Linked DNA regions of Mus musculus: all the other regions are linked to region 1. Evidence: chromatin contacts called from public promoter capture Hi-C and targeted proximity ligation data. All regions are on one chromosome and are shown on one strand. The core of a region is the stretch at or near the end of the contact, and the rest is flanking DNA. Distances in the headings are between cores, read along the strand shown. Region 1 holds the start of Tigd3 (tigger transposable element derived 3). Region 2 holds the start of Npas4 (neuronal PAS domain protein 4). Region 3 holds the start of Tmem151a (transmembrane protein 151A). Region 4 holds the start of Pacs1 (phosphofurin acidic cluster sorting protein 1).

Region 1 (5,865 bases), core at 1,677-4,176:
GCAGATCTATGGCACTGCAGTGTCTCCTGGTTAAAGTGAACCCAGAAGCTTGTTTGTGCTTTAAACTCCAAGGAGTTATGAGTTAAGCCTGGAGAGAGAGCGCAGCAGAGGAGAGGATGCTCGTTGTTCTTGCAGAGGGCCAAGTTTGGTTCCCAGCACTCAAATCCGGTGGCTCACAACCACCTGTAGCTCCAGCTCCAGGAGCTGGGGAGGTCAACTGTGCTCCTGCAAACACCCACCTGCCCACTCATCTTCATCCATCTACAAACCTACCAGTGTCATCGTAGAACAAAAGAAGCCGAGAGGAGAGTAACCTCAGATCCTGTCATCTGATGAACCTTTTCATTGCCTGTCGGATTGCTAAGCCAAAGCAGAGTTGCAAAGCCAGAATTGTCCACAGTGCAGGGTGTCATGTGCAGACCGTGAGTGAGTTTATATCCAGCCAGATTAGTACTTGGATGTTATATAGTGGATCTTGTATAGCTCACTTGGTATGTATTAACATTTTAACTTTTTTCTTTTAAAGATTTATTTATTTTATGTATGAGTGCTCTGTCTGCATGTACACCTGCATGCCAGAAGATGGCATTAGATTACATCTATGGATGGTTGTGAACCAGTATGGTTGCTAGGACCTCTGGAAGAGCACCCAGTGCTCTTTACCTCTAAGCCATCTCTCCAGCCCAAATATTAACATCTTAAAAACATGAGCTTGGCCATGGAGGCACAGGCCTTTAGACCTAGCACTCAGGAGTCAAGGCTAGGCTGGTGTACAGAGCAAGTTCCAGGACAGCCAGGCTAAATATGGAGACTTTTTTTTTTTTAGATCTGTTTGTTTGTTTGTTTGTTTGTTTGTTTCGAGACAGGGTTTCTCTGTTGTAGCCCTGGCTCTCCTGGAACTCACTCTGTAGACCAAGCTGGCCTCAAACTCAGAAATCCTCCTGCCTCTGCCTCCCAAGTGCTGGGATTAAAGGTGTGGGCCACCACGCCCGGTTATTTTTAAAATTTTATTTATATGAGTAAACAGTAGCTGTCTTCAGACATACCAGAAGAGGGCATTGGGTTCCATTTCAGATGTTTGTAGGCCACCATGTGGTTGCTGGGAATTGAACTCAGAACCTCTGGAAGAGCAGTCAGTGTTCTTAACTGCTGAGCCATAGCTCCAGCCTCAGAAAACCCTGTTTTAAGAAAAAGTATTTGAGTATATGCATGTTAGTGCAGAGGCAGGATGAGAGGGTATCAGATCCCCTAGAGCTGAAATTACAAGCAGTTTTGAGTCACTGAACATTGGTCTTTGTGGGTTTTGTTTTGTTTTGAAGAAATATTTTGCCTGCATATAAGTCTGTGTACCAAGTATCCAAGATAGCCTGGAGCTGGAGTTAAAGGTGGTTTTGAGGGGCTGGGAATACAATCCAAGACCTTTAGAAGAGCAGACAGTGCTCTTCACCATCTCTTCAGCTCCTGAACTCTGGTCTCCTGTTTAAACTGCTAAACTATGTCACCAGCCCCACTTTGAGATTCTAAACAACTGGGAGATGGCTCAGCTAGTTAAAGCACTTTTCCCTTCTCTTCTCTTCTCTTCTCTTCTCTTCTCTTCTCTTCTCTTCTCTTCTCTCTTTTTTCCCCATTCATTTATTTATTGGCATCGTACCCCTGTCCAAGACAAGCACTTTGACTGTGAACCTGACCACCTGAATTTTGTCCCTGCATCCCAGATAAGGAGCTGGATGATGTGTGTTATTCCAGCACTCTTTTTTTTAAATTTATTTATTATATGTAAGTACACTGCAGCTATCTTCAGACACACCAGTCAGATCTCCTTAAGGATGGTTGTGAGCCACCATGTGGTTGCTGGGACTTGTACTCAGGACCTTCAGAAGAGCAGTCGGGTGCTCTTACCCGCTGAGCCATCTCACCAGCCCTTATTCCAGCACTCTTAGAGGGACATGGAAGTCAGAGACAGAATCTGCAGGAAGCTTAACATCCAACTGGGAGTATGCTACACAGCAAAGCCCTGCCTCAACAAGGAAGGGAACCCCTCCCAAACCTCTCTAGCTAAATACTTATATATCGACTGAAGTGTGCTCAGATTTTCCTAGAGCACCCTGAGGTCACTGTTGCCAGAGAAAGCTGAGCCCTGGCCTGCTACTGCACAGAGTTGTCTGGACTATGCACTGCCTGTTCTGCTATGTAGGCCAGGAGTACAGGGAGTCAGGCACTAATCCTTAGCAACTGAGTAGTCTTGAGGGCCAAAAAAGAAATGTGCAGATGAGACCACTAAAATAGATTTAAGAGAAAATATTTGGTTCGCAGGAGACGACACTTGGAGAGACTGACAGCATCCAGTGGTAAATGGATAGGCTCAAAACCTATGAAAAAGTGGGGTCCTGGCTGTTTAGGGGCAGGGAGGGCTAAGTTATCTACACCTAGTTACAAAGGAGGGAAGTGACTAACAGGAATTTAGATCTTGCCGTGACCCACCAAAACTGGTTAAAAAAAAAAATGTCCTTTCTTGCCACCGGTGTATTTTGTAGGCCGTTGGCAAGACCAGAGGCCAGCGCTGTCCATGGTAACTCTTTTGTGACTAAAAGCTTACATTCATTCATTTTCTCCTTTCATCTTGTTTCCAAAACAAATCCTGGAGGGCCGGTATCCCAGTTAGGTACCACGTAGGGATGGGGTCGAAATCACCTGGGTGGCTGTCAAGGCACGCCGGCTGGTCGACAAGTGATAGGCACTAAGGCCGGTTCTTCCCGCCAGACCCCTCCACTCAGGAAGCTCCTCCTCCGGAGGGCTGACAAACCGCCACTTCCACAGCATCCAATCAGATGTAACTGGAGGCGGGACAAGTTGCCGCTGATGGCTAATCAGTTTGTTAGGGCGGGGCTGCGGAGGGGCCGCGACGAGGTTTTCCCAGCCTTGAGAGACCCGGGTGAGGGCTGTGCGCGCTCTGCGCGCGCCCGCTCCAGAGCAGCCTCTCGGCGCGCTCTGTCCTCGGGTCGCGGCGCCCGTCACTCTCTGGTTCTGCTGAGGCCCAGGAACCTGGCTGGGGCAGGGACTGGAGGCGCGGGACGGCGCCTGGAGGTGGGTGCGGAGCGGGAGGCCCTGTAGCCGGGTGGGCGGGCGGGCTGGGGTCGACGCCTGTGTCCGTCCAGCCGACTGACGAGGGGTCAACTCAGCGAACCAGGGCGCAGAGCCCAGCGCTCGAGCCGCCTGCTTCCTGGCCGGTGCTCCCTTCTCTCTGATATCACTCCAGGCTATCACTGGGCAGAGGACACTTCTTCCCTTTTGCCCTCATCCTCCTCACCCTGTCTCCCTTTGTCGTCTTGGCATCTTCACTCTCCTGGTTGAACCGTTGGGTAGCTTTACCACCCCGCCTTGCCAGCGCCGAATTGTACTAGCGCCTTCAGACACCATCCATCTGGCTTTGTCATCTGTACCATCTCACCTGTTCATCTCGACTCTGTCCGTTCAGTCTACCACCTGCCTTCAGCCATCAAAATTCAACCTAGGTCCTCCTCCTCCTCATCTCCTCTCAGGGGACTCCTCCCTGGCACCCTGAATGTCCCCTACACCTGCCCCGCTCAGCCTCAGCCCCAGGCCTCTCCTTGTTTTTGCTCCTTTGTTGTCCCTGCAGCTGTCTCCTGGTTGTCTTTACAGCTGTGCTTTAGCCTCTATTCATCCTTCCACCCCATCAATACCAAACCCCAGCCCAGAATTCTCTCCACTTCGGACCAGAAACACTCGACTCTGCCAGCTCTCTTCTGGGTCTAGCCCTCTCCTCCCACAGCCTGGCCATCTCATGTCTCTTTCAGCTGGCCTGGTCTCCTCCAGCTTTCTGCATTCCAGAGAATTGCTCTGGCTTCAGGGGTCCCGACCTCTTCTGTTCTTCTTGCTCTCAGCCATTGGCACGCTCTCCTACTTTTCTTCCCCCAGCAGCTTCCCAGGGAGTCATGGAGCTGAACACCAAGAAGAAGCTTCACGCCCTGTCCCTGGCTGAGAAGATCCAGGTGCTGGAACTCTTGGATGAGTCTAAGATGTCCCAGTCAGAGGTGGCCCGGCGCTTCCAGGTCTCACAGCCCCAGATCTCACGGATCTGCAAGAATAAGGAGAAGCTGTTGGCAGACTGGTGCAGTGGCACAGCCAACCACGAGCGGAAGCGGAAGCGTGAATCCAAATACAGTGGGATCGATGAGGCTCTACTGTGCTGGTACCACATTGCCCGAGCCAAGGCCTGGGATGTAACGGGGCCCATGTTGCTCCACAAGGCCAAGGAACTGGCCGATATCATGGGCCAGGATTTCGTGCCTAGCATTGGCTGGCTGGTCCGCTGGAAACGTCGAAACAATGTGGGCTTTGGGACTCGCCAGGTCCTTGTCCCTCTGTTCCCTCCTGAAGCTCCTCCTGCAGTTCTCCCATCTCAGGCCCAGCCACCTCTTTCTCTTAAAGACTTCTCACCAGAAGATGTTTTTGGCTGTGCTGAAGTACCCTTGTTGTATCGCGCGGTGCCTGGCAGAGTGTTTGAATGTGATCGGTTGCAAGTACTGTTATGTGCCAACAGCAGAGGCACAGAAAAGCGAAGGGTATTTGTGGGTGGGCTCCAGGCGGCCCCAAGATGCTTCTTTGGGGTGAGCAGTGAGGCACTGCCTACCTCTTATCACCCTGACCTAGCCATTCCCTGGTCAGAGTGGCTGGCACAGTTTGACCAGGACATGGGACAGCAGGGCCGACAGGTAGCCTTGCTACTGGCTTCTGGAGTGGTAGAGGAATGGGCCAGCCTTCCTGGACTCCATCACGTTCGACTCCTGCCTCTCTCTGCCTCCAGCACCACTCCTTCCCTGCCTGGCTCTGTGATTTTGGCCTTTAAGGCCCATTACCGTCACCGTCTACTGAGCAAACTGGCTGCCATGCAGAGTGGGAAAGAGGGCACCTCCCTGGCGGAGGCCAGGGCTAGCATCACAGTTTTGGATGCTCTGCACATGGTGGCCGCAGCTTGGGCCAAGGTACCTCGCCAGCTCATTTTGAGCAGCTTTGTTCAAGAAGGGCTCGCTCCGGGCAAAACACCACTGTCCCTGGACAAAGACACTGAGATGTCACCAGTCCCTAGTGGGCTGAGCCAAGAGGAGTTTTCTCACTTTGTGGACCTGGAGGATGAGGACCCAGGGCCTAGAGTGTGCAAAGAGGAGACGGGTACTGAAGACAGTGGGAGGGAAGAAGATGGCTTTGAGCCCCTGCCCACCAAAGCCGATGCCCTGCAGGCACTGTGCACCCTGAGGAGGTGGCTTGAATGCAACAGTGCCTCTCCAGAACTCTTTGAGAAATTCTATGACTGTGAGGTGGAGGTGGAGCAGCTCTGCTGTCTGTGAGGAGGCATAGCTGCCTATTAGTCTCCCTCTCCTGTTTCCCATGGAAACGCCTCTCCAGAGACAGACTGGCTCTTTCCTGTGGAAATAGTATGTGGAGGGTGTAGAAGGGAAGGAAGTTGGAACACAAAGTCTAAGGTCAGAGTAAAAGTTGTTCAGGCCTAGAGTTTCTACGGATGGGGCCTCAAGAGTGGAAAGCTGGGCTGTGTAGCTTCTAGGCCCTGGAGAAACTTCTAGAGCTTTGTGGAGAGTTAGTCTAAATAGGGTAGAACCTAGAAAGGTGGACCGACTTCCTTTTTTTGTTTTTTGTTTTTTTTTTTTCTTTGAGACAGGGTTTCTCTGTGTAGCCCTGGCTTTCCTGGAACTCACTTTGTAGACCAGGCTGGCCTTGAACTCAGAAACCCGCCTGCCTCTGCCTCCCAAGTGCTGGGATTAAAGGTGTGCACCACCATCGCACAGCATGGACAGACTTCCTAACAGTGGCCCCATTCCTTGAATTTTT
Region 2 (5,865 bases), core at 1,042-3,541, 900 kb after region 1:
ATGGAACAGGGAGTGGTGGTGTTGAGTGGGGATATCAGAGTTAATAAGGATGAAACATGCCAGAGAGAAATACATCCTGAAGAAACCATTTCTGTCACCCATAAGGTTGGAAACAGTGTCTTACAGACACACACCATTTTCTCCATCTCAGCTATACCACTGGCTGGCTACATGGTTGTATATGTAGATGCTTTCTATCTGAACTAAAATTGTACAAAATATTAGGATAGGGGCTCTACAACCATGAACCTCTCCCCGCCCCTCCCCGGCATTACTAGGGAGTGCACTCAAGTCTTGAGCATGATAGAAGTGTGAACTCCTACTAAGCCATGGCCCTGGTCACCAAAGTACCCTCTTCCCATACCCCCTGCTTTTCACTCCACGTTGCCTCTCTTGCTATCACCCCTTTCCATGAAGAACAGGGGTTTCTTGACCACAAACTTTTCTCCTTGGTGTCAAAGTTCATCTCTAACTTTCTGCAGCCAGTTCTGTCCCTCTCTCCCAATTTTTTTTTGTTTTTTGTTCTGTTTGTTTGTGTGTTTTTGTTTTTTGAGACAGGGTTTCTCTGTGTAGCCTTGGCTGTCCTGGAACTCACTTTGTAGACCAGGCTGGCCTCGAACTCAGAAATCTGCTTGCCTCTGCCTCCCAAGTGCTGGGATTAAAGGCGTGTGCCACCACGCCCGGCTTCCCTCAACTTTTTAAATGGTCTTGTTTTTCAGGCTCTAAAAGTGCTTTTATATGTTCCTACTCTAAATGAAATTTTGGGCAAAAAGTTTCTCTAGTCCTTTGTGAAATGGTTGTGGGATAAAAAAAGGGCTCCCATACCCTGTGTAGACAGCAATCGCATGTAAGTGACTGAAGAAAGGTGTGTGTGGGGGTGTGTGTCTGGAGGGGTGGGGTGATGCAAAGGCCACACTACAAAGACAAGCCTGACATGACAGGTAGTTAAACCAAAGGTGCAAATTAGAGGGGTGGGGGTGGGGGGCGCCCACAAAGCCGAGATAGACTGTCCAACGCTCAATGAACGAAGGAAAAAAAAAAAAAGAAAGGTGTATGTTGTGCGCTCACTCAGTGACAAGTGCACAGGCAGAACGAGGAGCCCTGGAGCTAAAGATGGAGCAAGAATTGAAGGGAGATGGGGAGGGGACTCTGGCAGAATTAAAGGGTCTTGGGTAGGTGCAGCAGCCACTGAGGGCACAGCAGACCCTGGCTACTTGGCAGCCTCCCCCTCTTCCCGGCTGAAGCAGTGGGGAGAGCTTTCTAGAGCTGTGCGGAGGCCGGTAGGCCCCGCCCGCCGCTGCCGCCGCCGCAGCCGCCGGAGGATTCCTGTCCTAATATGGAGCTGGGATTCCCCCGGCCCCGCCCCCGCCCCCCAGCCCGCCGGAGAGACTGGGGCTCGCAAGAGGGCGGGGGAACAGCTCGTCTTGGGGGCTGACAAGCGGGAGGGGATCGTGGGAGAGGTTCAAACACACATCCAGATCCTCACCAGGCCCTGGGTCTTTGCCTCAGTTTCCCCGACAGGTGGCTAAGATGAACTAATAGAGGAAAAAGGAATCCCTGCAGATCACAGTGGAGATGTTTGTGTTCCTATGGTGCTAAGGAAATATGATCAAGACCGAATTCAAGTGGTCTCTTCTCCACAGGACCACCATTCCACCCTATCCTGGAGATTTAGACCCTCAGGTCAGGGCATGGAGGCGAAGAAGGAATTATTTATTTGAAACTGGCTAAGGGACTTTCAGATTGAATAGACCCCAGAAAAGACCCCCAGTTGTGACCTAGCCCCTCCCCAAAAGCCAAGGAAAGTCCCTCATGTAATTTCGACCCCTGCCTGGCAGATGGCGGCAAATTGGCAGAGGACCAAGCCCCTTCTCATCCTTTGCCTCCTTAGAAAAATCTATGTTGATAGCAGCCTCGCTTTGCCTTCTACAAACTCTCTTGTTAAGGGCTTCAGACCACCCTAATCCATGTACTGTTCCTCCTCCTAATAGAATGTAATGGAAAACCTGGGTCCCTGCACCCCATTCCTGGCTCTGCACAGCTCTTGCCAGCCGGCCCCCTCTGCACCCTCCCTTCTCCCCCTTCCCCCGCCCCCTCCCTCTCCCGTTCGACGTCACGGGATGACGTCGGAAGTCTGGGAGGGAGGAGGAGCACCCCCCCTCCCCAGCCAGTGGCTCCCTCTGCAGCTTGCTTTAGCCCAGCCTCCCGCCTCCCGCTGCCCCCCCCGTCTCTAAAAACGAGCCCCCCACGCCTGTCAGGAGCTATATAAGGCGGATCGAGGCAGGCGAGGGGGGCAGCGCTGCCGAGCGGAGCCCAGGAGTGGAGCGAGAGCGAGCAAGAGCCTGAGCGAAAAGACCGGGAAGCAAGGAAGAGGAAGCCTCCGGTGCATCGGGAAAGGATCGCAGGTGCTCGGGAGCCGGAGCTGGAGCTCCACAGCCGGCAGTCATGTACCGATCCACCAAGGGCGCCTCCAAGGCGCGCCGCGACCAGATCAACGCCGAGATTCGGAACCTCAAGGAGCTGCTGCCGTTGGCTGAAGCGGACAAGGTCCGGCTGTCCTACCTGCACATCATGAGTCTTGCCTGCATCTACACTCGCAAGGGTGTCTTCTTTGCTGGAGGTGAGCAGCTTGGGCTACCGGAGACCAGAGCTGACGGGGACCAGGGATGGAGGAGCTGAGGGAATGTGCTAAAACTGCCGCTTGTCTAGCACAGCGTGCTGGAAGCCTGTGGAGAGAAGGGACTTGAGGGGACCCTGGACTTCCTACTTTTTCTTCTGAGCTCCATCTAGACTAGCCTAAACGATAGTCCTAGCACTGGATTTGTGTGAGATAGAGCGCTAAAACAGAATGGTCCAGGCTCCCATTGCCTCAGAGGCACTCCAGGAATCCGGGGAGGGTACGGAAGGAAGCCTGGCAAGCTACAGGGAAAGCCTGCAAAGGCAAAGTATGAGGAAGAGTAGCTTGTGCTAGAAAATGCTGAGAGGGTCTTTCTATGCGCTCTGGAGCTGTTCGACGTCCTGAAGCCATCACCCTTTCTGGCGCTGCCCGCGGTGCTGAAATGGCCATAGCCCCTTTTCGCAGGAGCTGTCCGCGGTGCTGAATCCCAGTCCTTTCGGGAGAGCTCTGTCCACAGTGCTGACAGCAGAGGGCTGCTGAGGTTCCGGCCAGGCTTGGAAGTCCAGGGGCTCCCTGGCTAGATAGTTTTAGCAACAGGTCTCCTGGCCAAGATCCACAAGCATAGGGTCAACAGGTGTTGGCAGAAATAGGTCTATGGGAATTTCCTGTGTCTTCTCCAAGACTCAAAAGATGTTCTCTTTATTTCTGTGTTGTCCCTGATTCTTATCCTGACTCACCACATCTTCTCACCCTACAGGCACTCCTTTGGCTGGCCCCACCGGGCTTCTCTCTGCTCAAGAGCTTGAAGACATTGTGGCAGCACTACCTGGATTTCTCCTTGTATTCACAGCTGAGGGGAAGTTGCTATACCTGTCGGAGAGTGTGAGCGAGCATCTGGGCCACTCTATGGTGAGTACTAAAAGTCCTTGCATCTCAAGTTGGGGTATATGTGAGATAAAATGAGCCTCTCACTACTGAAAACAGAGTTATTAGAGGCGAGTGTGGGGGAGTCTTCCCTAAGAAAAATCATTGGTTGCAGATAGGCTCTTGCTGCCTTCACTAATGATCACTTCTCCTTTCTAGGTGGACCTGGTTGCCCAGGGCGACAGTATCTACGATATCATTGACCCTGCTGACCATCTCACTGTGCGCCAGCAGCTCACCATGCCCTCTGCTCTGGATGCTGGTAAGAACCTCCTCTCGGTTCTTCAGTTTACTCCTCTGCTGCCCTGCCCTAACTATCTACTCTCCTCCAATGCCCACCCTCTTAGTCAGTTTTTCCTTTTGCTCACCTAGATCGCCTTTTCCGTTGTCGATTCAACACCTCCAAGTCCCTCCGGCGCCAGAGTTCAGGAAACAAACTGGTGCTTATTCGAGGTCGATTCCATGCTCACCCACCTGGGGCCTACTGGGCAGGAAACCCTGTGTTCACCGCTTTCTGCGCCCCACTGGAGCCAAGACCCCGCCCTGGCCCCGGCCCTGGCCCTGGCCCTGGTCCTGCTTCTCTCTTCCTGGCCATGTTCCAGAGCCGGCATGCTAAGGACCTAGCCCTACTGGACGTTTCTGAAAGGTAAGCCCAAAGTGTTCAAACTCCAGTAAGAAGGGAGGCCAGAAAGAAGGGAACTTTAGATTCGTGATCTTAGATTCAGGGCAGGGAGGATGGGGCTTAAGTGGGCAGAGAGCATGGGAGGGAGTGAAGTGCATGCATTTTGAGTAAGGTAAACAGAAAGCTGACCTCATCATTTCCACCTTCCCAGTGTCCTAATCTACCTGGGCTTTGAGCGCAGCGAACTGCTCTGTAAATCATGGTATGGACTGCTACACCCCGAGGACCTGGCCCAAGCTTCTTCTCAACACTACCGCCTGTGTGAGTGTCCTGAGAGGCCGTGCATAACACAGGAAGCTGGGAGAAAGCATGGGAGACAGGCCAGGGACTGGCTGTGGTCCAAACTGATGTTAAGGAGTTTCGGAGGCTACAGAGTGAGCTTGAGGATGAGAAGTCAAGGCAAGAATAGGACAGAGTTAGAAAACACTGTGTGATAAGGTCAAGTGGGGAGCCTAGAGGTACAGGTTAGGGTAGTTAGAAGAGAATATGTCATGGCTCCCTCAATTCAGTGTAGAGGTAAGAAAGGTGGGTGTGTAGGTGGTGTTGATTGATGGACCTTCTAATCCGGTATTCCTTTTTTCTCCCCAGTGGCTGAAAGTGGAGATATTCAGGCTGAAATGGTGGTGAGACTTCAAGCCAAGCATGGAGGCTGGACATGGATTTACTGCATGCTATACTCAGAAGGTCCAGAAGGCCCTTTTACTGCCAATAACTACCCTATCAGGTAAGCTGTAAGATACAAGATGGCGGAGAGGGGAGGGGAGCTGAGGTCAGCATAGAAGAAATGCAACGAAGAAAACTACTCTGGTAATGGACAGCAGACCCTTACAAGCTGCCACCTCTTCCCTTTCCAGTGACACGGAAGCCTGGAGCCTCCGCCAGCAGCTAAACTCTGAAGACACCCAGGCAGCCTATGTCCTAGGAACCCCAGCTGTGCTACCCTCATTCTCTGAGAATGTCTTCTCCCAGGAGCAATGCTCTAATCCACTCTTTACACCATCCCTGGGGACTCCTAGAAGTGCCAGCTTCCCCAGGGCTCCTGAACTAGGTGTGATCTCAACACCAGAAGAGCTTCCCCAACCCTCCAAAGAGCTGGACTTCAGTTACCTGCCATTCCCTGCTAGGCCTGAGCCTTCCCTCCAAGCAGACCTGAGCAAGGATTTGGTGTGTACTCCACCTTACACACCCCACCAGCCAGGAGGCTGTGCCTTCCTCTTCAGCCTCCATGAACCCTTCCAGACTCACTTGCCCCCTCCGTCCAGCTCTCTCCAAGAACAGCTGACACCAAGTACAGTGACTTTCTCTGAACAGTTGACACCCAGCAGTGCTACCTTCCCAGACCCACTAACCAGTTCACTACAAGGACAGTTGACAGAAAGCTCAGCCAGAAGCTTTGAAGACCAGTTGACTCCATGCACCTCTTCCTTCCCTGACCAGCTACTTCCCAGCACTGCCACATTCCCAGAGCCTCTGGGCAGCCCCGCCCATGAGCAGCTGACTCCTCCCAGCACAGCATTCCAGGCTCATCTGAACAGCCCCAGCCAAACCTTCCCAGAGCAACTGAGCCCCAATCCTACCAAGACTTACTTCGCCCAGGAGGGATGCAGTTTTCTCTATGAGAAGTTGCCCCCAAGTCCTAGCA
Region 3 (5,865 bases), core at 2,021-4,520, 810 kb after region 1:
CTCCTCACGCACCGTGGACTCCATATGCCGAATGGTAAGCCATGGCCGTGACGTTCGCTCTACCCAAGGGTCGTGGGTACTTCGCTGAGTCGTGGGTACGAACACTACTGAAACAGCTACTTCTCTTGCCTGGTCCTGACCGAAGTTACCCGACGGCCCGACACGTCCCAGGGCTGTCCGATCGCGGCCGCCATGTCCTTGGCGTCACACTTCGCTGTCTACCATTGGCTCGTCGGAAGAGCTGGTTCTCCCCCTTTACACTTTCAATTGGCTACTGGTGAGCTCTCTTCCAATCGGGTTTTGTCATATTCAACTTCCGACAGATAGGGGGCGGAGCTACTCAAGATGTTCTCGGATTGACTAGTAGGCTGGCTAATTTGCGGCGCTACCAGCCAATAGGTGAGAAGGAGTTGTAACTTAGTTCCGCGTCTGCGCCAAGAGGCGCTTGACGCTCCTTGCCACGACTACGCCAATAGGAAGATTAAAGTCCTGACCGACCCAACTAGTCAGGGCACAAAGCTGGCTCCGCCGCAATGCAGTCCAAGAGGAATGCGGCGGTCGGTCAAGCTCTGACTGATCCCTGCCCCTACTCTGTGCTCTTTCCTCCAATTCACTCCATCCTGTTTTGGAGCTCCGGCCTGCTAGAAATTGTTGTTGTTGCCCGCACCGGGAGAGTGACAGCGCGGCCCTGAGCCCTGGAACGCTGACTCCTCCTCCGCCCTCCCACTCCTTTCAGAACTGGTGCTGTCCGTCGGCTGGTGCTGAAAATGCCCTGTAGAGTCCGCCGCTGGGCTCATCCCCGAGGGCCTCTGCTGGGAGGGTTTGGAATCGCGCTCAATACGTTATGCACACACGCACTCACACGCACACACGCGCTCACGCATGGGGCAGGAGACAGAAACTGAGACCACCCAGAAGATACGAAGTCCTGGTGGTATACATGGGACAGGAATCTGTACTGGGCCTTGTTCCATCGCTTTCTCCAGTGGTCCGGGAGATTTGGGAGGCAGAGGTGTAGTGACCTGTCTCCTGAAGGTCTCCTGAGTCATCACCAGTCCTGTGATCTCCAAGTGAGGCCCGTAAGCTTCACTCCTAGTCTCCTAGGCTCTTTTCTTCCCACCCAGGCTGTAACCACTCCCATCGTCGCTGGAGACAATCCCTCCAAGGGTCCCTCTCTCACAGACTGTCAGGTACTATTCTCTAGATAGCATGACACACCCTCGGATACTTACAGCTGACTAACTACTCAGCGTTTAGTTGCATAAGGTCAGACTTTTCTGATCCCCAAACTCAGCCCATGCTGTCCAACAGCTGCTTTTGCTCCTCCGCCTGGGATGCGGGAGATATGCCTTTCCCTTTTTATCCATTTGTCCAAATCCTTTAAGAGTCATGTTAGCTTGCTTGTGAGATGGCTCAGCAGACTGCCAAGCCTGAGAACCTAAATTCAATTCCCAGACGGTGGAAGAAGAGAGCCAACTCCGAAAAATCTTCCTCCGATTTGTACACTCGAGCTATGTTAAAGTGCACCTCTTTGCACCATCCCGCCCAGAGAGAGATACACAGAACAAATACATTTAACATGTAATTAATTTTGGGGGGGGGGGGAGATCGGGACTGGAGAGATGGCTCAGTGGTTAAGAGCATTGGCTGACTGCTCTCCGAAGGTCCCAGCAACCACACAATGGCTCACAACTATCTATACAGCTATTGTGTATTGTATATATAAAATAAATAAATAAATCTTGCCAGTTGTGGATGCGTACGCCGGTAGGATTTGGTGAAGGAGGCAGAGGCAGGAGGATCACGAGTTCAAGGCCAGCCTACAAAATCACGAGTTCGAGGTCTACAAAATAGTTCCAGGACAACCAGGGCTATACAGAGAAACCCTGTCTCAGAAAAAAAAAAAAAAAAAAACAACCAACCAAACAAACAAACAATCAAAAAAACCCAGAGGTCCTGACTTCAATTCCCAGAAACCACATGGTGGCTCACAACCATCTGTAATGGGATCTGATGCCCTCTTCTGGCATGCAGGTGTACGTGCAGATAGAGCACTCATACATAAAATAAATACACCTTTAAAAAATAAAAATAAAAGGGGGGATCACTTTAGCCCTTACAGAGGGACAAAGGGAACGGAGGCTTGACCATGGCCCAGAGTGATGGCTAGAGTCTGGGTTCTAAACCCCTCTTTAATCAGATTTTCCCTGAATATTTTCCATGAGGACAGGAACTATGTCATTCCTAACACCTATCTATGTCTTCCTAGTGCCCAGGCACACTAACTACATATAGACAATAGCCAGAAAACATTTAGGCCCAATAAGTAAACAAATGGGTGCGGTTGGAGAGATGGTCGCTCTTCCAAAGGACCTGCTTAGATTCCCATTATTCACTCAGCAGCTCACAACCATCTATCATTCCAGTTCCAGGGGATCGAACACCCTCCTCTGCCCTCTGTGGGCACTGCTTGTATGTGGTGTACAGACAAACATACAGGCAAAACACATATAAAATAAAATAGTAATTTTAAAAGTAAACACAAAATAAGCAAAGATGGAGGACAGTGAAATATACTTTTAGTCCCAGCTCAGGAGGCAGAGGTAGGTGAATCTCTGAATTTGAGGCCTCTGAAATGTGAGAAACCAGCCCCGTGAGCTATACACACCTGAGAAAAGGGTGTCCCATGCAGGGCAAACCTATCACACACACACCCCGCCCCCGCCTGGCCTAAACATGCTAGTGACTTTAATCCAACATATTATCATTCCCATTTCTCAGATAGAAAGGCTGAGTTTATGGCTTGAACATGCTGGTCAAAAGTCGCGCAGCCTAGAGTTCCTGGTGCCCTGGCTCCAGCCCACCAGCCTGTAATCCAGCAGATGAGACTGTCTTTCCCTTCTGGGTATTAACTGTCAACAAGCAAAGCTTATGGGGTGAAGTCTGGGTGGGCTTAGTGCTGGGCCTATTCCCTAGAGAGGAACCTGCGGACGTCCACCCACCATGGCCGTCTTCATTACTCAGTTGGGGAGACTCGGGTGCCGCAGAGCAAGGACTCGCCCAAGGTCGCAAGCGCGAGCGCGGCTAGAGAAACCAGGCGTCCGGCGGTCCAGACTGGGCTTCCCACAGGCGAGGGGGTGGAGATGGGGTGTGCCCGCGGTGCCAGGCGCGGCCAGCGGCGCCACCGGTGCTGCGGGGGCGGGGTCAGCGGAGGGCGGGGCGCCGGGCACCGCGGCCGCCAACGCCGCCGCGCTCGGGCTGGGCTCCGCGCACTCTTCAGCGGCCGCCGAGCCGAGCGGACGCCCCTCGGGGCCGCACCGCAGCCCCCCCGCACCCCTGCTTATCATGCCCCGAGCCAGGGCCTGGCAGCCGAAGCAGCCAGGACACCATGCCGGAGGGCGAAGGTGGAGACTGCGGGGAGGTGCCCGCGCTCGTTCCGGACGGCGAGCCGCTGCGAGAGGAGGTACCGGGGGCGAGTAGTGGGAAAGAAGCCAGGGCTGTAGAGAGGTGAAGGGGACAAGTAGAGGGGCGATCCCCGGAGAGGGATTGAGGAGGAAAGTCCCGGAGCCCCTCCAGCAATGACGTCATTGGGGAGACAGCGTTCTGGTAGGGGTCGAGGCTTCGGGATCCACGTAGGTCAAGGCAGGAATAGATGGCAGGAATGTAGGGGAGACCCTGACCCTCGACGCCCCCTCAACCATCTTCTCCTGTCCTGTGACGTCAGCCCCTGTGGCCCCCACACGTCCCTGTTCCATAGCGCAGCCGGGGATGCTGTCCGTGACTGCTTGGGCCATGGGGTCAGGCCCCCAGTCCAGCCCAGTTGCTCACGAGGTGTCGGGCGGTGCCTGCAATGCAGTAGCGGTGGCAGGGACTGGAGGTGGGGGAGGGAAAAACGGAAGAGAAAGGAGCGGAGCCTGCTGATACCTTTCTCTCCCCCACCCCCAGGTGAGGACTGAGGGCCCACTCCAGTGGCTGAGATCCCCAGACCCCCTCCCCAGCTCTAGCTAGGAGGATGTGCCAAGTGTAAGATGATAGGTGTGGAAAACAGGGTGGTGTGTGGTCTGCATGTGTGAGCGGATATAAATGCATTTTGTGGTGTGTGTGTGTGTGTGTGTGTGTGTGTGTGTGAAAGAATTCTGGTGATGTGTTCCCTGTGTCTTCAGTAGAAACATATATACCCTGTAGTCAGGTGAGCCTCTGGTGGGTCCCTTGCCTTGGGTCTTCACCCAAGAGTGTGGGTGTGTATGATTTCATGCTGTGCCTCTCTAGTGTGTTGCTAAGTATGGACTGTGGGTGTCAGGTTGCTATAGGGTGGGGTAGGCATGCACTGTGGTCAGGTGAGGGTCTTACATGTCTAGGTGCCAGAGTGTAACATGTATGTGCATATGCCCTGTGCTGATGTGGTCTTGAGTGTGTGGGTGTACCTTGCTACAGCCCTGATGTTTGTTCTCTGAAAATAAGTGAGGTTCTGTTGTTTCTTAATGAGCGATGGTGTTCCTTTGTGGTAGGTGGGTCTATGATGAGCCTGTGTTGGAGGTGTGGATGGGTGGGTGTGTGCCCCTGGCTGGCACAGGTCTAAGTGGCAGAATGCACCTGTAAATTTCATGCACCATGGGACCAGGCTGCTCTGGATGGGTCTGGGGGCCAGTCTCCTCTCCTTTTGGGCCTCTCGAGGTATGGTAGGACTGAGTAGGTGACATTACCCAGACTCCCACTCTATACCCTCCACCTTTTCTCTCCAGTTCCCTTTCCCCTTCCCATTTCCTTCTCTTCTATTGACACCAGAGCTGAGGTAGCCAGGCTGGCAGTTCTACCATGGAGAATATGCCAAGATCTTTGGGTCAAAAAGTACTTTGTGCTGCCCAGCAACTTGTGTCCCACCCCTTCCCTCAGCAGATTAGGGATGGAGGGTGGCCCTCTATCTGCTCCTAGGCCTGAGACTTACACCTCTCCCATTCCTCATCTCCCCCACCCCCACCCCGACTTAACAGCCTCTTCCGAGTCTCCTGCCATCCCTTGTGGAACAGGGGACCAGTGGGAGCCACAGGGTAGCAGCAAAAGTGTTTATTCCCAGGGCCAGACCCTGTGCTAACAAATTCCCACATGTGATCTCTCTGAATCCTCAACAGCCAGGTGTGCAGATGAGAAAACAGGGTTGGAGTAGGTGAGGGGTCCGCCCAAATCACACTGAGAAGAAGGTGTAGAGCTGGGGCTCCTTAGCCTGCACACACACACACACACACACACACACACACACACACACACCACTTCTTACCACATCAGCCTCCTAGATCACCATAACCAAAATCCAGAGGCAGAGAGAGTAAAAATGTAGCCAAATGCACACAGAGGATTAGAGACAGAACAGCAACTGCCAGAAATCAGATTTCTAGGTAGTCATTGGGGGAGGGGGGGCGGGGTCATTTCTTCTCTGTTGGGATCTTATTCGGGTAGGGGGCTGCTAACAGCAGGGCACGGGGCACAGGAGGAGGCAAGCTCATAACAGATAAACAAGGTTTGCTACTGTGAGACTTGCTGCAAAAAAAAAACGCTCAATCAATAGAAGCCTCAGTTTCTTCTTCTGTAAAGTGGGTCCACCTCCTTCCTACTAGTGGTTCCCCACTGACATCTTCCTCTCCTTTCTCTGCCCACCCCGCAGCAGCGGCCCCTGAAGCAGTCCCTGGGAGGCTCTCTGTGTCGAGAGTCTCACTGGAAGTGCCTGCTCCTTACACTGCTCATCCATGCCTGTGGGGCTGTGGTGGCCTGGTGTCGCTTAGCCACTGTGCCCCGCCTGGTCCTGGGGCCTGAGGCAGCCTTGGCTCGTGGGGCTGGCGGTCCACCGCCCACCTACCCAGCCAGTCCCTG
Region 4 (5,865 bases), core at 2,222-4,721, 620 kb after region 1:
GTGTTGGGAATTCTCACATGCATGTTTCCTCGCTCTTCTCCCCCAATGCTTGAAGAAGGAGCTCTTGAGCTCTCTCTGTGTCCTGCAGACTCTGAAAGCATTGCTCTTCTTAGATTTTGACCCTGATTCTCAATTCACAGAATCCTCTCAGCTCTGTATGGGTATCCTCTGGTCTGTGGCCTGGAAACTCAGTACCATTGTAAGGTTCATTTTTATTTTATTTTATCTTATTTTATTTTTAATTTTTTTGGTAAACTTTAAAGACAAGGGCTCTAAAGCAGTGCTGTCCCAAATTAGGGAATCAGAACCAAAACCAAAGAGTAAAAATAAATGAATAAAATAGACATTCTCAGAGGTAGTGCCTGAAGTTCTAATGTTCTAGCCCTCCCAAAGAAAAAGGGCCTTCAACCACTGATTTCAATTATGCATAGACTAGCACAGTCAAGGTCAAATGGCAAGCTCATTACTACCACTCTAGACCATGTGCTCTCTAACTCTTCCCATCGAAGAGGTAACTTTGTTTTTGATTGTTTTTTGAGACAGGGTTTCTCTGTGTAGCCTTGGCTGTCCTGAAACTCACTCTGTAGACCAGGCTGGCCTCGAACTCATAGATTCTCCTGCCTCTGTCTACATACAAAGTGTTGTGCTTAATGGTGTGAAACACCTCTACTATTTGTTTTTTTGAGATCATCTTCCTATATAGATCTGCCTGTCCTGGAATTCAGTATGTAGCCCAGGCTGGTCTCTTACTCACACTCACAAATATCCGCCTGCCTTAGCCTTTGAAGTGCTGAGTACAGCACCAGACCTGACTTCGATCTTTTAGAAAAGCAATCAACGTTACTGTGTGTGCATACTTGATGTGTGTGTGTGTGTGTGTGTGTGTGTGTGCGCGTGCGCGCGCGCATGCGCATGTGGGCGTGTATGGGGGGGCGTGTGTGTGTGTGTGTGTGTGTGTGTGTGTGTGTGTGCTCGCGTGCGTGTGTGTGCGCCTGTGTGTGGAATTGGTTTTCTCTTTTCTCCTTTATGTGGGTTCCAGGGATGGGACTCAGTCAGGTTTGTACAGCAAGGATTTTTATCAGCTGTGCTATTTTGCTGGCCCTCACCTGTTCTTTTGACAGCTTCTCTGTTGGAAAGCTTTCTATGAAGCTTTAGCCTCTTTGTCCACTAATGCTTCCTTATGAGTCTTGGCTTAAAGGATCCCTTAGCTTAGTCTCTGTACCCCTTACAGATTGTGTCCTGTGGGGCCAGTACTGACCCCACTCCACACCCCTCACCCAGCGTTTCTTATGGGCCTCCTTCAGTGGCAGAACCTTCAGCCGTAGTTATCTTGGGATTCTCTTAGAATTCAAGTGTCACTTATGTTTCTTTTGACTCAGGAGACCCTTTTGCCCCTTATTGGGTTTTATTTTCTTGTCCTTTGCAGAAGTGAGACACCTCAGTTATTCACTGTATTGCCAGAGAAGAGAACAGCCACTGTTGGGGGAGCCATGATGGGATCCACCCACATTTATGACATGTCCACGGTAAGCATTGGAGAACATTGTTTTGTAACTGAGATGGAGCCCGCGTTTCTGAGAGTCTGGAGATAATAAGGTTCTGAATTTTTCAGGTTATGAGCCGGAAGGGCCCAGCCCCTGAATTGCAAGGTGTGGAAGTAGCGCTGGCGCCTGAGGAATTGGAGTTGGACCCCATGGCCATGACGCAGAAGTACGAGGAGCACGTTCGGGAGCAGCAGGCACAAGTAGAGAAGGAAGACTTCAGCGACATGGTGGCTGAGCATGCTGCTAAGCAGAAGGTGGGAGCAACCTGTGGGCCTAGGAGGAGGGCTGTCCTTTCTGGTGGAGGGAGAGGCGGGTGGACTCGGTGCCTGAAGGTCTCCGAGATGCTCCATTGGTGGCAGTCTCTTAAGTTCAGGAAGAGGAAGGAAGTCATTTAGCTCTCAGGGGGAGAGGAGAGTGTGGTTTCAGTGCTTTTTACCTTAATTTTATGTCTGGGTCAGGCTGCCTCCTGTCTGGGGTTGTCTAACCTATTGTAACTTCTCTCTCTCTCTCTCCTACAGCAAAAGAAACGGAAAGCTCAGCCCCAGGACAGCCGTGGGGGCAGCAAGAAATACAAGGAGTTCAAATTTTAGGTCCTGCTCGCATAGCTGGCCTGCCTTTAGGCTCTTTGTATGTCTGGGCTTTCTCTGTGGCTCCCTAAAGCTAGATCTGGACTCCCTAGGCTCGTCACTTCCTGTTCTTATTTTAGACTTGTTTTGTAAATAAAGCTGTTTCCCAAGGAAGGATGAATACAGGCGCTCTTGAACCTCTCTCTCTTTTAGCTTCTGCAAAAGCATCTACTTCTTGCCTGTAATCACAGATGGCCCATAGGACTATGGGACTGTAGTTCTGAACTGAACTTGTGGGTAGTTCACTATCCCTACCCCTCCTGTGTGTGAAGGCTCTGCTGAAGGTACCTTTGGGTCTGGTCTGACCTTACTGCTTTGTCCGTGGGGAATAAAAATAGCCAGCTTAGCACCGTGGCTAGGCTGGGAAGTAACTGTAGGCTAGGGAAGTAGGCCAGGTCAGGCCTTCCTCATTGACCTTGTGGCAGAAAGGCCGATTTCTTACCTATTGGAGAACATCTGTCTCTAAATAAAATCTCAATTGTTCCAGAGTACTGGCTAACTACTTGGATTTACTAGTGTGTGTGTGTGTTGGTGGGTGGGTGGGTTTGAAGGGCTTGTTTTGTCTTCGTCACTGAGTTCTGAGAAGTTTTTTGAAAAACTAGACTAGGTTGGAGCACAGGATTCCATAACATTTGCTCAAGTACTGGGGAGAAGGTGTGGGTGTAGGAGAGTGCAAGAGCTCTAGGTAGGGTGGGGGTGTGTGGGGATGGCAGCTGATCAGGCCTTGAGAGAAATAGAATTCTAGAAATTGAGAAAGCACCGAGGCACTCTGGGACTTTTGTAAAGAAGGCTGTGTCGGGGGCGCTGTACCAAGAAAGGCTGTTGGACCTAGACAACCTTAGCTCAACTGGCTCCTGCCCACAGTCAAGCTGGAACTTAAGCTCCTTAGGTGGTGGCCGGCCCCTGGATCTCTACCTACTGCTTCTTTTGCAGAAGTGGGCGAAATAACCACAGAAGGGGTCGCCACAGCGGGCTATCCGATTTCCATGCAACGCGTGACCAGAACTACGTGTACTGCAGATCCCAGGGGCTGAGCGCGCTCTCGTACAGTCTTCTCCGGTCCGGGACCGCGCCCCGGAAAACCCGGGTTTCCGCTGGCGGGGTAGCAGCCGCCCGAGGAGGGCGGAGGGAGGAGGGGCGCGGAGCCTGCACGCCGAGGCCTGCTAGGGACTCCAGGGCCGCGCCGCGAGAGCGCGCGGGCTGTAGCCCCTTCCCGGGGGCCGCGGGGCCGAGCGCGAGTCTGGCCCCGCCCCTCGGCGCCGGTCTGGGTGGGGCCGCGGCTCCCCGCCCCTTTCGGACACGCCCACCCAGTGTCTGGGCCTCGCGGGCCGCAACAGGCGGCGGCGGGCGAGCGCGAGGACCGCGCGCAGCGAAAGCCCGCGCGTGCGTGCAGATTCGCTGGTGGCTCGCGCTCCGCCGGGCGTTCTGAGGAGACGCGCTGAGCCGCTGCCGCCGCGGGGGGAAGCCTGAGAGTCGCTCGCGTGCCCTCAGTCTGCGTAAGCCCCGCGCCCCTTCCTCCCCTGGCCAGGCCATGGCGGAACGCGGAGGGGCGGGCGGTGGTCCCGGAGGCTCCGGGGGCGGCAGCAGTCAGCGGGGCTCTGGGGTCGCCCAGTCCCCGCAGCAGCAGCCGCAGCAGCAGCCGCCGCAGCCTCAACAGCCGACGCCCCCCAAGCTGGCCCAGGCCACCTCGTCCTCCTCGTCCACCTCGGCTGCGGCCGCCTCCTCCTCGTCCTCCTCCACCTCCACCTCCATGGCCGTCGCGGTGGCCTCGGGCTCTGCGCCTCCGGGCGGTCCAGGACCAGGCCGCACCCCCGCCCCAGTGCAGATGAATTTGTATGCTACCTGGGAGGTGGACCGGAGCTCATCCAGCTGCGTGCCCAGGTGAGCAACGGGCGGCTGGGAAAAGGTGTTGGCCTAGGGGACCGCCAGGCTGGCTCTGTGACAGGCCCCGCCTCCCCATCTCTCCGGGGCGAGTGGAGGGTACGTCCTCCACTCCTAGCTCATCTTGGCTTTGGGGGGTGGGGGCTGTCTTCTCCTGGGCCTTCCAAGACTGTTGTGTGGGCCTGCCCTCTCCAGCAGTCCCACCTTCCGCCTTGGCTCGAACCACCCTCCTGTCCTCCTGGAGCAATGGTGGCCTCGGGGACCCAGCCCAGTGGCCTTCCTTGGCTGGGTCTGACCGAATCTGGCCTTCCTTACGGTCAGTAAGTCACTCTTCTTCCTGCCTCACTGGCGCCCGTGGGCTGTACATATGTTAATGTTACACAGATGTGGTAAAGATGGCTTTGATATAGTTCTTTCCCAACGTACTTAGCATGTGCCAAATTCATTTGTCACCTGTTGCAGGTAAAGCTGGTTAACACTTGGGGGTTCAGTACATACATTCATATGTTCTTCATGCTACACACATTCTCTGGGTACTCTGTGCTCTTAGTTTGGACATCAGTTGAATGTGTTCTTAAATGCAAGTTTTCATTTCCTCCTCCACTAGATACTGGTCACAGAGTCTCCAGGTTCCTATGAGCTCTGTAAAATGACTGCCTTGTTCCTAAATTCAACCCATTTTTCTGTCCATTGGAACTATCTGAAAACTTGCATCAAAAAATTATGCTTGTTTCTCTATGGCAAAGCAGTTGTTGTATATACTTCTTTGGGGACAGTGTGTTGGATTGACCCTATGCTAAGACAGCCTGCAGGGTTGGTTTTGCCCAGTAAGCACAAAGAAATGCCTGGAGGTGTTCATTTTGTGCTTCTAAACCGAGTTGATTCTCAGGTTCTGTTCTTTCTTACCCTGTGAGTCCAGCAGAGCAGGTGGATGTGCCTGTAAGCCAGAGATTGGGTGCCCTGTGGGGTTCCACCCTCAACTCAACTCTGCTGGTGTTTCTTTCTCTCCCTTTATTTTGAACAACATCACACCACAACATTGTACCAATATATAGGGCATGAAAAATGATGACACAAGCACATCTTTCTTATGTCATTTATTGAAAAATATAGAACATTACCCCACCTGTCAAACTCTCCAGGTTCCTTGCTGAATTACATTCTGGCTTCCCCTACACACTTCTGAATTATGCCCCCCCCCCCATTACAGTGTACTACATATAAGTCTGTAAATATATTTTTTAGTTTTGTGTGTTTTTTATTTTTGTTTGTTTGTTTTTGAGACAGGATCTTACTTGCCTTGGCTAGCCTGGAACTCACAGAGATCTGCCTGCCTCCTGCCTTCCCAGTTGCTAGTATTAAAGGTGTGCACCACTACTCTTGGCTTCAACGTTTTTTTGGAGCTTGCAGAAATGTTCTTATATTGTATGTAGCCTGTCACTTTTAACTCAGGCTTATGCAAATCATCAATGTTGTCTAGTAGCTCTAGTTTTTAGTACTTTCTCTAATGTATAGTATTTGGTTATATGAACTAATATATGACTCTGATAAATATTTAGGTTGTTCCCTGTTAACATGGGCAGTTTTGTGTGTGTGTGTGTATGTGTAAGTATGTATGTATATATGTATGTATTTGCTCAGGATTTGTGCTCTTGGGCAGAAGTTTCTTTAGAGTATGTTTGAAGTATATATAAAGTATATGTGTGTGTGTGTTTGAATATATTTATATTTATATGTACATACACACATAAGTATATACGAAGCATATATAAAGGAGTGGAGTTGATACTTGGAGAGTGTGGATTTGAAGCTTC

What was found. Promoter capture Hi-C pulls out the DNA fragments that hold promoters and counts their contacts.
Region 2: a promoter capture Hi-C map of liver shows a contact between it and region 1, with 2.3 times the contacts expected there. A contact is called at or near these places in 2 of 39 promoter capture datasets (both in liver) and 2 of 9 other capture datasets (adipose tissue and liver).
Region 3: a contact with region 1 is called in a targeted proximity ligation map of memory CD8 T cells, with 16 read pairs. A contact is called at or near these places in 4 of 39 promoter capture datasets (hippocampal neurons, liver and pre-B cells), 1 of 130 datasets of targeted methods (memory CD8 T cells) and 1 of 9 other capture datasets (liver).
Region 4: a contact with region 1 is called in a targeted proximity ligation map of memory CD8 T cells, with 11 read pairs. A contact is called at or near these places in 2 of 39 promoter capture datasets (neutrophils and pre-B cells), 1 of 130 datasets of targeted methods (memory CD8 T cells) and 1 of 9 other capture datasets (liver).

Annotation. Positions count from the first base shown.
Region 1 is chr19:5,891,189-5,897,053 of GRCm38.p6, reverse strand. It overlaps Tigd3 (tigger transposable element derived 3), which reads left to right and starts at 2,926. Exons shown (of 2, transcript NM_001362045.1): 1 at 2,926-3,084; 2 at 3,937-5,865. The coding sequence starts at 3,954. The coding sequence ends at 5,366. Dpf2 (D4, zinc and double PHD fingers family 2) reads left to right here. Exons shown (of 11, transcript NM_011262.5): 11 at 1-538.
Region 2 is chr19:4,986,397-4,992,261 of GRCm38.p6, reverse strand. It overlaps Npas4 (neuronal PAS domain protein 4), which reads left to right and starts at 2,291. Exons shown (of 8, transcript NM_153553.5): 1 at 2,291-2,620; 2 at 3,375-3,526; 3 at 3,701-3,803; 4 at 3,914-4,187; 5 at 4,375-4,484; 6 at 4,812-4,947; 7 at 5,078-5,865. The coding sequence starts at 2,446.
Region 3 is chr19:5,082,896-5,088,760 of GRCm38.p6, reverse strand. Tmem151a (transmembrane protein 151A) reads left to right here and starts at 3,270. Exons shown (of 2, transcript NM_001001885.2): 1 at 3,270-3,463; 2 at 5,660-5,865. The coding sequence starts at 3,389. Yif1a (Yip1 interacting factor homolog A (S. cerevisiae)) reads right to left here and starts at 223. Exons shown (of 8, transcript NM_026553.4): 1 at 13-223. The coding sequence starts at 43.
Region 4 is chr19:5,270,725-5,276,589 of GRCm38.p6, reverse strand. Pacs1 (phosphofurin acidic cluster sorting protein 1) reads left to right here and starts at 3,471. Exons shown (of 24, transcript NM_153129.3): 1 at 3,471-4,051. The coding sequence starts at 3,702. It overlaps Sf3b2 (splicing factor 3b, subunit 2), which reads left to right. Exons shown (of 21, transcript NM_030109.2): 19 at 1,427-1,526; 20 at 1,613-1,798; 21 at 2,063-2,669. The coding sequence ends at 2,134.